Regions from separate parts of the Sus scrofa genome. Here region 2 is linked to region 1. Evidence: chromatin contacts called from public Hi-C data. All regions are on one chromosome and are shown on one strand. Each heading gives the region's core, a stretch centred on a gene start, on an enhancer-like site or on the middle of the called end of the contact. The rest is flanking DNA. Distances are from core to core; before and after follow the strand shown.

Region 1 (6,234 bases), core at 1,160-3,659:
TTAGGGGTCTAATCAAAGGTGTTGCTGCCATTCCGAGCCATGTCTGTGACCTACACCACAGCTCAGGGCAATGCCAGATCCTTTAACCCACTGAGTGAGGCAGGGATCAAACCCGCAACCTCATGGTTCCTAGTCAGATTTGTTTCTGCTGTGTCAGGACAGGAACTCCAGATGTTAGTCTTTCTTGATTGATGTTTTAATTTTCTTATTGTTTCTCTTTTATTATCCATCTTTTTTTTTTTTTAACTAACTTTTGGGGAGATTTTTTAAAAGCCTTGTTTTCCAAACTTATTAGTGAAATTTTCATGGTATCGTATTTCATTATTAATATTTTTTGCCCACAGCATGTGGAAGTTCCCAGGTCAGGAAGCGAACCTGAACTGCAGTTGTGATCTGTGCCATGGCTGTGACAACACCAGATTCTTAACCTGCTGCACCGCAAGGGAACTTCAGTTAGGTATCATATTTTAAATTTCTAAGCACTTTCTTTATCTAATATATTTTTCCTTTTTTTATTAATACTCTTTCATGAACAGAATACATTTATCGGGAGTTCCTGTTGTGGCTCATTGGGTTAAGAATTCAACTAGTATCATGAGGATTTGGGTTGATCCCTGGCCTTGCTCAGTGGGTTAAGCATCTGGTATTGCTGTGGCTGTGGTACAGGCCTGAGCGGCTACAGCTCCGATTGTATTCCTAGCCTGGGAACCGCCATATACCTCGGGTGTGGCCCTAAAAAGATAGATAAATAAATAAAATGGAAATGGTTGAAATTATATACTTATTTTAATATGTATACTTTTTAGTTTTATTAAAATTAAATCTTTTCATATTGTCTTTCTCCTTTTGTGAACTATATACACACTTGTTAATATTTCTTCAATTGTTAGAACTTTTTATATATTAATTCCATTCGAATACATGTTAGTATTTCCCTATTTTTCTTGTTTATTTTCTACTTCCAGAAACTAAGTAAATTGCATGTAGATAGCTACATTTATTCACCTTTTAAGATTAATTTATCAGCTTCTATAGTTAGAAAGCTTTTCTCCATTCTAAGGTTGGCTATTCATCTGCCTATTCTTTTATATGTACCTGCATACATTTAACATTTCTCACTCGAATTCAATTGTAATTGATTTCACTTCATTATTATTATTGTTTGGCTTTGCCCTCTGCATACAGAAGTTCTCACGCCAGGGCAGGGACACCGGATCCTTAACCCACCAGGGAACTCCAGTTGTAATTATTCTTATGCATATTTTGATAGGGACTCTAACCCAATCACTGTGTCCCAGCACCATCTGAAAGCAGCCATGCCTTTCTTTATCAAATGCACGGGAATCGTGAGCACCCCTCCAGGAAATGCCTGGTTACTGCGCAGAACCGCGGCGAGGGGGTCACCGGAACAACAATTTGAAAACGTCAGTAACTGAGTATGTTCAAGTTTTCCGCACTCAGCTTGGGGTTGTGATGCAACTGTTGTTGTTGTTTTTGCTTTTCAGGGCCACACCCGTGGCATATGGAGGTTCCCAAGCTAGGGATTACAAAGGAGCTGTAGCCACGGGCCTACGTCACAGCCGCAGCAACTCGGGATCTGAGCCGTGTCTGCGACCTACACCACAGCTCAGCGCAACGCCAGATCCTTAACCTACTGAGCGAGGCCAGGGATCGGACCCGCTTCCTCATGGATACTATTCGGATTAGGTTTCACTGAGCCACCATAGGAACTCCCGAGATGCGACTCCTTAGTCTCGCTACGAGCGCTGCTGCGGGATGTCCTGCCCACGGATCGCCGCCTCTAAGCATCTCCGTCTGTGCGGGCATCTGGGGACCTCGGGACCCGGCGATGGGGCGCTGCCCGGGCTGTTGAGCCTGGTCCCGGTACAGCTCTAATCTCCGCCATAGCGGCCTGGGGTACACGGAGCCGAGCTCCGCTCGGGAGGCCGGGCAGGAGCTCGCTGGTGGCCAGCAGAGACCACAGGGGCGCAGGGCGCGCAGGGGCCAAGCGCAGAGAGCCGCTGACACGGAAGTCAGCATCGCGCTGCCAAACAACTTGCTTTACGGCTCTCAACAGATGGCTCTGTTCCTCTACCCCGACCACAACTTGCGGCTCCTCCGCCCGTTCACAGCCGTGGTGCGGCACGCTCTCTTTGGACCGTCTTCCCAGGGTCTTCTGCGCGGCCGCGCCGCGTACCCTTCCGCGAGTACAGGTCTTCTCAGTTCATTCGCGTTAGACCTTCTTCCCACACCCCGGTCTGGTTTACCCTCGTTCTGACCTTCCTCCCAGGACTCTTTGCGCGGGAACCCAAAGTGTTCTTCCGCGCCACACGCCATTCTGGTTTTGGGTACTCCCGTTGGACCTTCCTCCCAGGGTCCTCTGCGCGGCCTGCTTTATCGCCCTTCTGCGAGTACGTCTCTCGCTCTCTCTCTCTCGCTCGCTCTCTCTCTCTCTCTCTCTCTCGCACTTTTTCCAGTTTCTCTGACGCCGTCATCACGCGTGTCCTTCCGCGCGTTCAAGTCGGCTCTCGCTCGGACCTTCTTCCCAGGGTCCTCTGCGCGGCCGTCCCGAGACCCCTTCTGCGCGTTCAGGGGGAACGGTGCGTGAGTGGGATCTCCGCCGGGTGGGAAGCTCGTCTCCCGGTCCCGGCTTAGTGGTACCGACCCGGGGCATGTGCTGAGGGGAGGGTGCCGTGGCCGTGGGCGGGGCGGGGCGGGGCGGGGCGGGGCGGGGTTGGGGCTGCGGTTACTTGCTGCCGGTTGACCGGGGCCGAGGGCGCGTAGACAGTTGTACTCCGGTGTGTAGAATTACCCACTTAGGGATTTGACAGTTCAGCGCGTATTCAGCGTTTCTAGACTTTTTTTTTTTTTAAATTGAGATAGAATTTATATATGATTAAAGTTGTTCATCCAAAGTGAACATTGAGTGGTCTTTATTGTATTCACAGAGTTGGGCGGCCGTTACCGTTATCTAACGCAGAACATTTTCATCACCTGGGAAAGAAGCCCGAGCTCATTAGCGGGCTCCTCATCCCCCTCCCCCAGCCCCACCAGTCTTCTTTCTGCCTCTGAATTTGCCAGATCTGGATGTTTTGCATAAGTGGGATCATGCAGTATGTGGCTTTTTGTGTCTGGCTCCTTCACTTGGCACTGTGTCCCCAAGGTTCATCCGAGCTGTGGCGCGTGTCCCGTACTCTCGTGGCCCAATAATAATCTTTCGTTGTCGGGATATACCATGTTTTGCTTCTTCATTAATTGATGGGCATTTGCGTTTTTGCACTTTTCGGCTTAATTTAAGGGCTCTTTCATCATAGAATTCAGCCCTAGGCACAAACAATGTAAAACTAAGTTCTTATCACATTTAACTCGGGTTGGATCAGGTATTTCATTGGCCCCAGGTCTGGTATCTTTCAGAAAAGGCTGGCTTTGTGAAGTCCTCTGTTCTCAGTGCATCGCTTACTAGACCATTGACTGTGGTGGTAACAAGCAGAGAAGCGTTTGTGTGCAGGTCCCATCGGAGATGCAGTCAGACCTGTCATCTAGTGATGGGAACTGAGTGGACTTGGAGACGAGTTTATGAAAAACGTAACAGCTGTGGGAGAGGTTTGATCTCATAAAACACCTAGCCTATTTTCATCATCTGTGAATTCTGTATTTGTGAATTGACTGGCTAAAACTTCTTTGTAGCCCCAAGCAGATGCTCCAATGCTCTGGCAGTGTGTGGAGTGTCCAGCAAGGCGTCCTCTGCCTTCTTGCTCATACTGTAAACCAGTGTCTTTGTTGTGGTATATTTGTTGCTGCATTTTGCACAGTTTTATGCTTTTTATTAGTGATTCCACTGGTGTTTTTTAAAAACGCTTTTTAAAAAGCTGAAAGAATGATTCTTTAAATTCTGTGGCGCTTTGCAATATTCAGAAGTTTCACACACGATTTCATGTAATTGGTTAACAATCCTCTTTGTCTCCCTACCCCTGTCTTCCCCTCCTTCCTTCCCTGTCCCCACAGATATAGTTTTTTTGTCTATATCTGTGAGTCTGCTTCTTTTTAAAAAATGTCTGTATATGTGTATCTTTTATGAAGTCACTGCTCAAATCTTTTGCCTATTTTAAATTAGGTTAATTGCCTTTTTATTTTTGTTGAGTTGTAGACTTTCTTTATATATCCTTTTTATATCCTGGATATCAGTCCTTTGTGGTTGCCTATTCATTTTTTTTTTTTTTCCCTTTTACGGCCGCACCTTCAGCGTGTGGAAGTTCCTGGGCTAGGGGTCCAATTGGAGCTACAGCTGATGGCCTTCACCACAGCCACAGCAACACCGTATCTGAGCTACATCTGCAACCTACACCCTAGCTTGTAGCAATGTTGGATTCTTAACCCAGTGAGTGAGGCCATGGATTGAACCCACATCCTCACAGAGACAATGTTAGTCCTTAACCTACTGAGCCACAACAGGAACTCATATTCATTTTCTTAGAGTTGTTTTGATAAGCAGACTTTTGGTGTAGTTATATTTGTCTTTTTTTTTTTTCTTCCAGCCACGCCAGGAATTGAAACTGTACCACAGCAGTTAACAATGCTAGATCCGTAACAACTAGGCAACAGGAACTCCATGTCATTTTTTCTTTTATAGTAATTGCTTTCTGAGTCCTCTGAGTAAAAAATCTTGACTGCCTCCAGGTTGTGAAGATATACTCCTGTATTTTCTTGTAGAAATTTTATAGATTTACCTTTTATGTTTAGGCACATGGTCTATCTCTAGTTTTTGTGTGTGGTGTGAAAATTACTCTGTGAAGAATATCGAATTTTCTTCCCATGTAGATATCCAGTTACTCCAGCTGTCATGTGTTGTACTGCTTTGGTACCCTTACTGAAATTCAGATGACTATATACATGTCGATTGATTTCTGGGCTTTTTTTCGTTCCACTGATCAGTCCTTATGTCAGTTTTAATTACTGTAGATTTATAAGTCTTGAAGTCATGTAGTGTTGGTCAAAAGTTTATTGTTTTTCAAGTTGATTTGGTTAGTTTAGATCTTTGCATTTTCTACACGAGTGTTAGAATTAATCATCTTACCAGTTTTTACAAAAAAGTCTGGCAGGGTTATGATTGCAATGGCATTGAATCTGTAGATCAATTTGGAAAGAATTCACGTCTTGGAGTTTCTGTCATGGCTTAGCAAAAACGAATCTGATGAGGATCCCTGAGGATATAGGTTTGATCCCTGGCCTCACTCAGTGGATTAAGGATCTGGTGTTGTCAGGAGCTGTGATGTAGGTCGCAAATGCGGCTTGGATCTGATGTGGCTCTGGTGTAGGCTGGTGGCTATAGCTCCGATTGGACCTCTAGCCTGGGAACCTCCGTATGCCACGGGTGCGGCCCTAAAAACCAAAAAAAAAAAAAGTGAGACGTAGCAGTTGCCTTATAAATTAATTTCTAGAATTAAAAATATATACTTTGTCTATATCCTGCATTATGTATTTCTGTCCTTCTTTCACTTAGCTGTTCATCCTATTATCAATCATATTCCATTCTTTTTTTTTCTTTGGCCACACCCTTGGCATATGGAAGTTCCTGGGCCAGGGATTGAATCCCAGCTGCAGCTGTGACCTGTGCCACAGCTACGGCAATGCCACTTCACTGGGCTGGGAATATAACCCACATGGCTGCAGAGTCAACACTGGAGCCTTAACCTGCTGTACCACAGGGGGAATGCCAGAACGTCCCTTCCTGACCCTACTGTGAGCAAGGTACTGTGCCAGTCACTGGGGTTGCCACAGAGAGGGAGAATCCACCTTATAGGGGCTTATATTGGAGTCAGGGGAGGTGGGTGTGGTAGAGACTGTAAAACAAACTATTTAAATGCTTTCTTACATTTCCTGGCCTTGTTGCAGTTAAGTTGGAACCATGTGACCTGTTCTTTCTAGGGAGCTGTGACCAGTGTGCTGCACAACACAGCTATGGCAGATGTGAGCTGTTGTCGCTCCTGCAACTCTGTGTGCCCCTGCAGTGATGACCTCAGAAGGTCACATGATTGGTGACACACCTGTAAGATAGTCAGGGCCCCTTGACTGTATTAGATCTTACATGAGTGAGCTAGAGATCTTTTCTGTGTTAAGCTATTCCCCGCTTTTTAAATAAATTCCCATTGTGTCTCAGCGGTTGGTGAACCTGACTAGCATCCATGACGACTGGGTTCGATCCCTGGCCTCACTCAGTGGGTTAAGGATCTGGCA
Region 2 (6,234 bases), core at 2,303-4,802, 56 kb before region 1:
CGACCCCTAGCCTGGGAACCTCCACGTGCCGCAAGTGCGGCCCTAAAAAGCAAAAAAAAAAAAAAAAAAAAATATATATATATATATATATATATATACATAACAAAGATATCACAGTAATGACTAGTAAGTGATATTTTTTCTTTTTGTCATTTCTTGGGCCACACCTGAGGCATATGGAGGTTCCCAGGCTAGGGGTCCAATCGGAGCTGTAGCCGCCAGCCTACACCACAGCTCACGGCAACACCGGATCCTTAACCCACTGAGAAAGGCCAGGGACGGAACCCGCAAGCTCATGGTTCCTAGTCGGATTCGTTAACCACTGAGCCACGACGGGAACTCCAAGTGATATTTTTCAAAAAATAAAATGTACGAATCCAACTAGGAACCATGAGGTTGTGGGTTCCATCCCTGGCCTTTCTCAGTGGGTTAAGGATCCGGTGTTGCCGTGAGCTGTGGTGTAGGCCGGCGGCTACAGCTCCGATTGGACCCCTAGCCTGGGAACCTCCATATGCCTCAGGTGTGGCCCAAGAAATGGCAAAAAGACAAAAAATAAAATGTACCATTTTTCTCAGGGATGAGAAATTCGAAAGAGAAATAGATCACTTCTACCCTACACTTTTCCCCCAGATTTTAAGACTGCATTCCTACTAAGAGTCACATCCCACTGTTGGCCATGAAAATATCATCTTAGCAATATATATTCGCAAAGTTTCATCTGGTACCTTAGTTCACATTTGTTCCCATGCATACCCAATGAAATGTGTGTGTGTGTGTGTGTGTGTGTGTGTGTGTGTGTATATATATATATATTTTTTTTTTTTAATGGCCTCACCCATAGCATATGGAAGTTCCCAGGTCAGGGACTGAATCCAAGTCATAGCTACTACATACGATGCAGCTGGGGCAACACCACCAGATACTTTAACCCACTGCTCTGGGCTGGGGATCAAACCTGCTGTGATCAGTTTCTTAACCCAGTGTGCCACAGTGGGAATTCCTCAAAGTATAATTTAAAAGCCAAAAATAGTTATGTGAATTTTAATTTCCCCTTCTAAGTGACTAATCCAAAATCAAAACTATTAGTGTACCAACTTATAATTTGATCTGTCCAAATACAATTAAAACTTTTGCTTATAATTACAAATTGGACCACACCCTTTCTTACCTAATAGCTATTAAATCTTCTGTTTCCTATAAGTTTCTTCAAGCAGAAGTATTTGTTGGAAGGTAATAGTCTGCTCATTAAGTAAGCATGTTATAAAAGGTGGTGATCTGCAACTACTGACACTCACTTTGTATATTTCTCTCTTGGGTTACAGGAAAGCACTCCTCTGGCTATGTTCCCAAATTGCATAAACCTTGGGAAAGTCAATGCTTAAATTCCATTTCATGACGCTTTCTCTTCCTTCATAAATTAATTATTGAAAGTCATGCCTACTTCCATCCATTACATAAATGTCCATTACCAGACCTGTTTTTGTTTTTGTTTTTTGCTTTTTAGGGCCGCACCTGCAGCATATGGAAGTTACTAGACTAGGAATCGAATCAGAGCTACAGCTGTTGGCCTACACCACATCTACTGCAACACCAGATCCAAGCGGCGTCTACAACCTACACCACAGTTCACGGCAATGCTAGATCCTTAACCCACTGAGCATCGAGGACATGGATGGAACCCGCAACCTCAGGGTTTCTAGTCGGATTCGTTTCCACTGCGCCATAATGGGAACTCCTGCGGACCTGTTTTCTAAGCAAGTAATAAATTAACCAATAGATATAGATAAGGCCCATGTAATCAATGAGGGAGCAGAAATTCAGAAAAAAAAGATTGATTTAATGTGCTAAGTTGTGAAACAGTGATGTGAAGCATGATGAACAGTGTTTTCTCTTAATAACACCTATTCAGTGACACATGCCCTCAAAATGTAATTAAAGAGCAATTTAAAACCATCTGACTCCAAGAACATTTCTTAGAAACAGGAAACTACCCAAAAAAATTATTCTACTTCACTTTTTTAAAAAAATCATATTGGGGTATAGCTTATTTACAGCCCCATCACATTTTTTTTTTTTTTGGCCGTCCCCCGGGGGGAGAGGGGGTGTATATGGAGTTCCCATGCCAGGGATCAGATCTGAGCCACAGTTCTGACCTAAGCTGCAGCTGCCACAACACCGGATCCTTAGCCCACTGTGACAGGCAGGGGATGGCACCTGTATCCCAGGGATCCCAAGACACTGCGGATACTGTTGCACCACAGTGGGAATGCCACATCCCCGTCACTTTTAAAGTGTCTAATAAAGACATATGCAACTGAGAAATAAAAATCATTTCTAATAATTAAGTGTTAAACACAAAATACCTAAATGTCAAGGTCTACTAAGAAATGAGTTGTAAAAGAAAACTGGGCTTTAAAACATTTAAACATTTTTCATATAACCAGCGCCAACAGAACTGTTCAAACTGTTCATTTCATCCATCCAAAGTAGTCAACAACAACCACCTGCAAACTACTCCTCAGAAATGTGTCTTCCAAAGCAACCACCTGATCCTCAGGCCTTCTCTTACGGGGCTAGGATAAAGCTTAAAAATGAGATCATTTGGGCACAAAAAAAGAGTGGAAGATAACGCCTTTAAGGGACTAAGTGGAATGGGACCTATTCCCTACTGTTGCTGCCAGAATGAAGTTGTCCTAACCGAAGATCTCGCTTTTCCTGAAGGGTATAAAACTCCAAATTCAGCCACGCTTACAATTTATCCCCCCTGAGCGAAAGGCAGATAGAGTTTCTTCCCTCCTCGACCCCACCAGCCACGCCAGGAGCAAAAAAAAGAAAAAAGACCCCAAACCCTCAAGCAGAAACGTGAGACCCAGAGCAACATCTTCTCCAACTGCCTCAAAGGCAAGCAAGCATCCACTGCTCATCTCCCTTTTGGAATCCCACCATCTCCTACCTTAACATTTCACAGAAGGGAAAAACCCAGAATCCTCACCTCCTTCACCACTGTACATCGGTACCCAAAACCCACATCCACCCTGACCGCACCCCAGCTTCCTCGGGGCTCCCCGATGCCTGCATCTCCTCTGCCTCGCCCGCAACATCACGCCGCGGGCCAGCCACCCGCGCTCCCAGGCACCCGCAGCCCCCGCCGGTCCCCGCCGCCGCCACGGCGCCGCCGCCCCGAGACCGCCCGGGTGGGGCCCGCCGGTGGGCTGGGTGGGGCCGCCCTCACGACGCCCCATCCCCCCGGCAGGGCGCGGAGGGGGAGGGGTCCCCGCGCCTCACCTACGGCTCCGCCCTCCCCGGGGGCGCGCTGCCCTGCCCCGGCCAGGGCCGTGAGGAAGACCCGGCGGAGGAGAGCACGGGGGCCTAGCGCCAGCGACGGGCGGGAAGCTTCAGGCGCTGCCCGACTCCGAGCTGCCGCCACCGCCGCCGTCTCACCCTCCTCAGGGCTGCCGCTCCCGCTGCCGCCCGGGAGCCGCCGCCACTACCGCCGCCGCCACCGCCGCCACAGCTCGGCCTGGGCGCCCGACGTCATCGCGCCCCGCCCCCTGCGCGAGACTCCAGCCCCGCCCCTGGCTGACGTCACTAGAGCCCCGCCCCCGCTGGCCGCGCCCGCTGGCCTTCCCGCAGCCTCCTGGGAGAGAGATTCAGCAGCTCCCAGGCTTCGGGCGCCTTCCAGGGGCCGGCGGGCGGGCGGCTCCGCGCTCCGCGGCGCACACGCGCGCACTCGCCGCGCGGGCGGGTGGCGCCTGTCTCCTCCCGCTTGCCGTAGGATGCTGCGCCGTACAAGCTGTGGGCCCCCGCCTCGCGGGCGTGTCGCGGACATCCTGGCCGGACCGCTGGTAGGAGGCTCGGAGCGCCGTGTTGCTCGCTCTCTCGCCCGCCTCTGCTGAACTTCCGGGCCTGGGCCCTCCGGCTGCCCGCAAGCGGGCGCAAGTCCGGAGCTCGCCGAGACCCGCCGCCTTGGTCCACGCGGCAGCCGGCCGCGCGCGTCAGGCGCCCCAGTCCTCAGGTGCCGAAGCGCCGCTGGAACCGCGCTCTGTTAATGTAAGGATGTAGGTAAGCTGAGAGAGTGAGAGGGACGCTGATTAGGTTTATTTCGCGCCTGCGGGTGTGAGCGGTGGAGTCAGGCTCAGTCTCTACCACAGTTACCCAGTCTGCCCTGCCTCAGGACCTCACCGTCACTTTCCCTCCCCTCGGCGTTCTCACTCACCGCATCCACATCCCGCCCGGGCTCACTCGGGTTCCTGCGGTTCCCGGTCTGCTGGACAGTCGCCCCCTTCAGTACGTTCCACACGTGGCGGCCCACTATTAGGACACTAGGTCTTGCAGTTAAGCACCCTAAAATATTTCATTTTCTCGGGCATGTGACTACTCGCTTATGAAAAGCCAACCTTTTTTGACTGTTTTTCAAGATCTTCCTCATCTAACTGCTGATCTGCCGTCCTGCTCCCCCGATTTTTAACATGGTGAAGTAAAAGCAAAGCAAAGCGGACTCGTCGTATCTTTGCAGTTTCTATTCTTCCACTTTCTGCTTGTGTGACCACGGGAAAATCACATTATTTCTAGGTCCTACTTTTCTTAACTGTAAAGTGGGGTGTGAACTAGATAGCTCAGATCTGTCATATCCCTTTGTGGATCTGTAGGTGGTAAGATGCTAAGCATTAAGTTCTACACACACAGGAATACTGTCAGTATCACAGACTTGGAATTTTCTTTTTTTGCCATTCCACAGTTGTTTCTCCCCCAGGTACCTCTTTTTAAACCTACATTTAGGATTTTTTTTAATTAAAGCTGGCTGAGTACTAGCATTAATTGCCTCTTCTTCCTGAGACCCATTAAAATACTAATAAAGGAATGGGGGGAAAAAAAAGCATACAAAACAGAACCTGGGAAGGAAGCCACCAAAATATTTTTTTTGTAATTTTTCACACAGAAAGTGAGTGAAGACTGATTAAAACAAAAATGGAAGAATCCGTAATGTGAAATAGATGTAGGGGGATACTGCAACCGTGAAAGGAGACCTCCCTGCCAGAAGTGATATAGAAAAACAAATTTTGAGACAGTGACGGAGCAAGAGTGAGAAGCAGGGCTGAAAACAAGGAAACCAAAAATCTCTGAACAGCAGAACCCTCCCTTTACCTTTGATAAAATAGCTAAGCATTTATCCTAAGCTAGAAGTCAAGAGTATTCGTAATCTTTGGGGAGAGTGTTTAATGACTAAGAGCAAAGCATTCTTTATTCTGACACAATAGGCAGTTTCCTAAAAACTCACCCTAGAGTGAAACTGCAAGTTGACAAGACCCTCCCAAGTTCTAAAGATTTGTCATCAGCATCCAACTACCTCATCTTAATATGAACAGTCAACCAAAGACTGTTAGAAGTCTCCAGCTTGGGGCTGGGGGAAGGAAGGGGAAGGATAAACAGAAAATATGACTATAGAAGAAATGGAAACTTCAAAAAACTTTAAAAAACAACAACAGGGAGTTCCCGTCGTGGCTCAGCGGAAACAAATCAACTAGGAACCATGAGGTTGCGGGTTCCATCCTGGCCTCGATCAGTGGGTTGGGGATCTGGCATTGCTGTGACCTGTGGTGTAGGTCAGATCCTGCTTGGCTATGGCTGTGGCATAGGTCGTCAGCTACAGCTCCGATTCGACCCCTAACCTGGGAACCTCAATATGCCACAGGTGCAGCCTTAAAAAGACAGAAAGGCAAAAAATATGTATTTGGTCATTCAGATGAATAAAATATATCTCTCATATATATTTATTTGGTCTTCATCCAAGGCTCCTGACTCACAGTTCTCGAAACCCTTGGCATTTCCTAAGGGATAAGTGAATGGGAACTCCACTGCTGATTTGCTGCCATCCTGCTTCCCCCACTAAAACTGAATGTTTGGTCTCTACTCAGTTCCTGAAGTCACTTTGAAAACCATAGAGGTGAAATGGGTGTCTTGTTATTTATAACAAACCCCTTTCTACCACAACATAATTTATGTTAATGAGGTGATTTTAAGAAAGTCCTAAGAATTGGGGCTTGTCACCAAAGGACCCAAAGGTGAATAGAGGGTTAGAACTTTCAGCCCCACCCACTGACCTCCAGGGAGGGGAGGGTCTAGAGGTTGAATCAATTGCCAATAGCCAATGATTTGATCAGTCATGCCTATGTCGTGAAGCCTCCACAAAACTCAAAAGGGCAGGGTTCAGAGAGCTTCAGGTTGGTGAACACC

What was found. Hi-C and Micro-C count contacts between places; a contact is called where the count stands out from the background.
Region 2: a contact with region 1 is called in a Hi-C map of skeletal muscle, with 5 times the contacts expected there. The contact joins the promoter of ERC1 here to the promoter of RAD52 in region 1. A contact is called at or near these places in 2 of 5 promoter capture datasets (fetal liver and liver), 16 of 47 Hi-C or Micro-C datasets (alveolar macrophages, blood, brain and 7 more) and 2 of 2 datasets of contacts at active chromatin or transcription factors (alveolar macrophages and skeletal muscle).

The regions. Positions count from the first base shown.
Region 1 is chr5:68,163,823-68,170,056 of Sscrofa11.1, reverse strand. RAD52 (RAD52 homolog, DNA repair protein) reads left to right here and starts at 2,409. Exons shown (of 13, transcript NM_001123182.1): 1 at 2,409-2,600.
Region 2 is chr5:68,221,040-68,227,273 of Sscrofa11.1, reverse strand. ERC1 (ELKS/Rab6-interacting/CAST family member 1) reads right to left here and starts at 3,552. Exons shown (of 20, transcript XR_002344310.1): 1 at 3,286-3,552. It also overlaps a transcript of RAD52 not described here.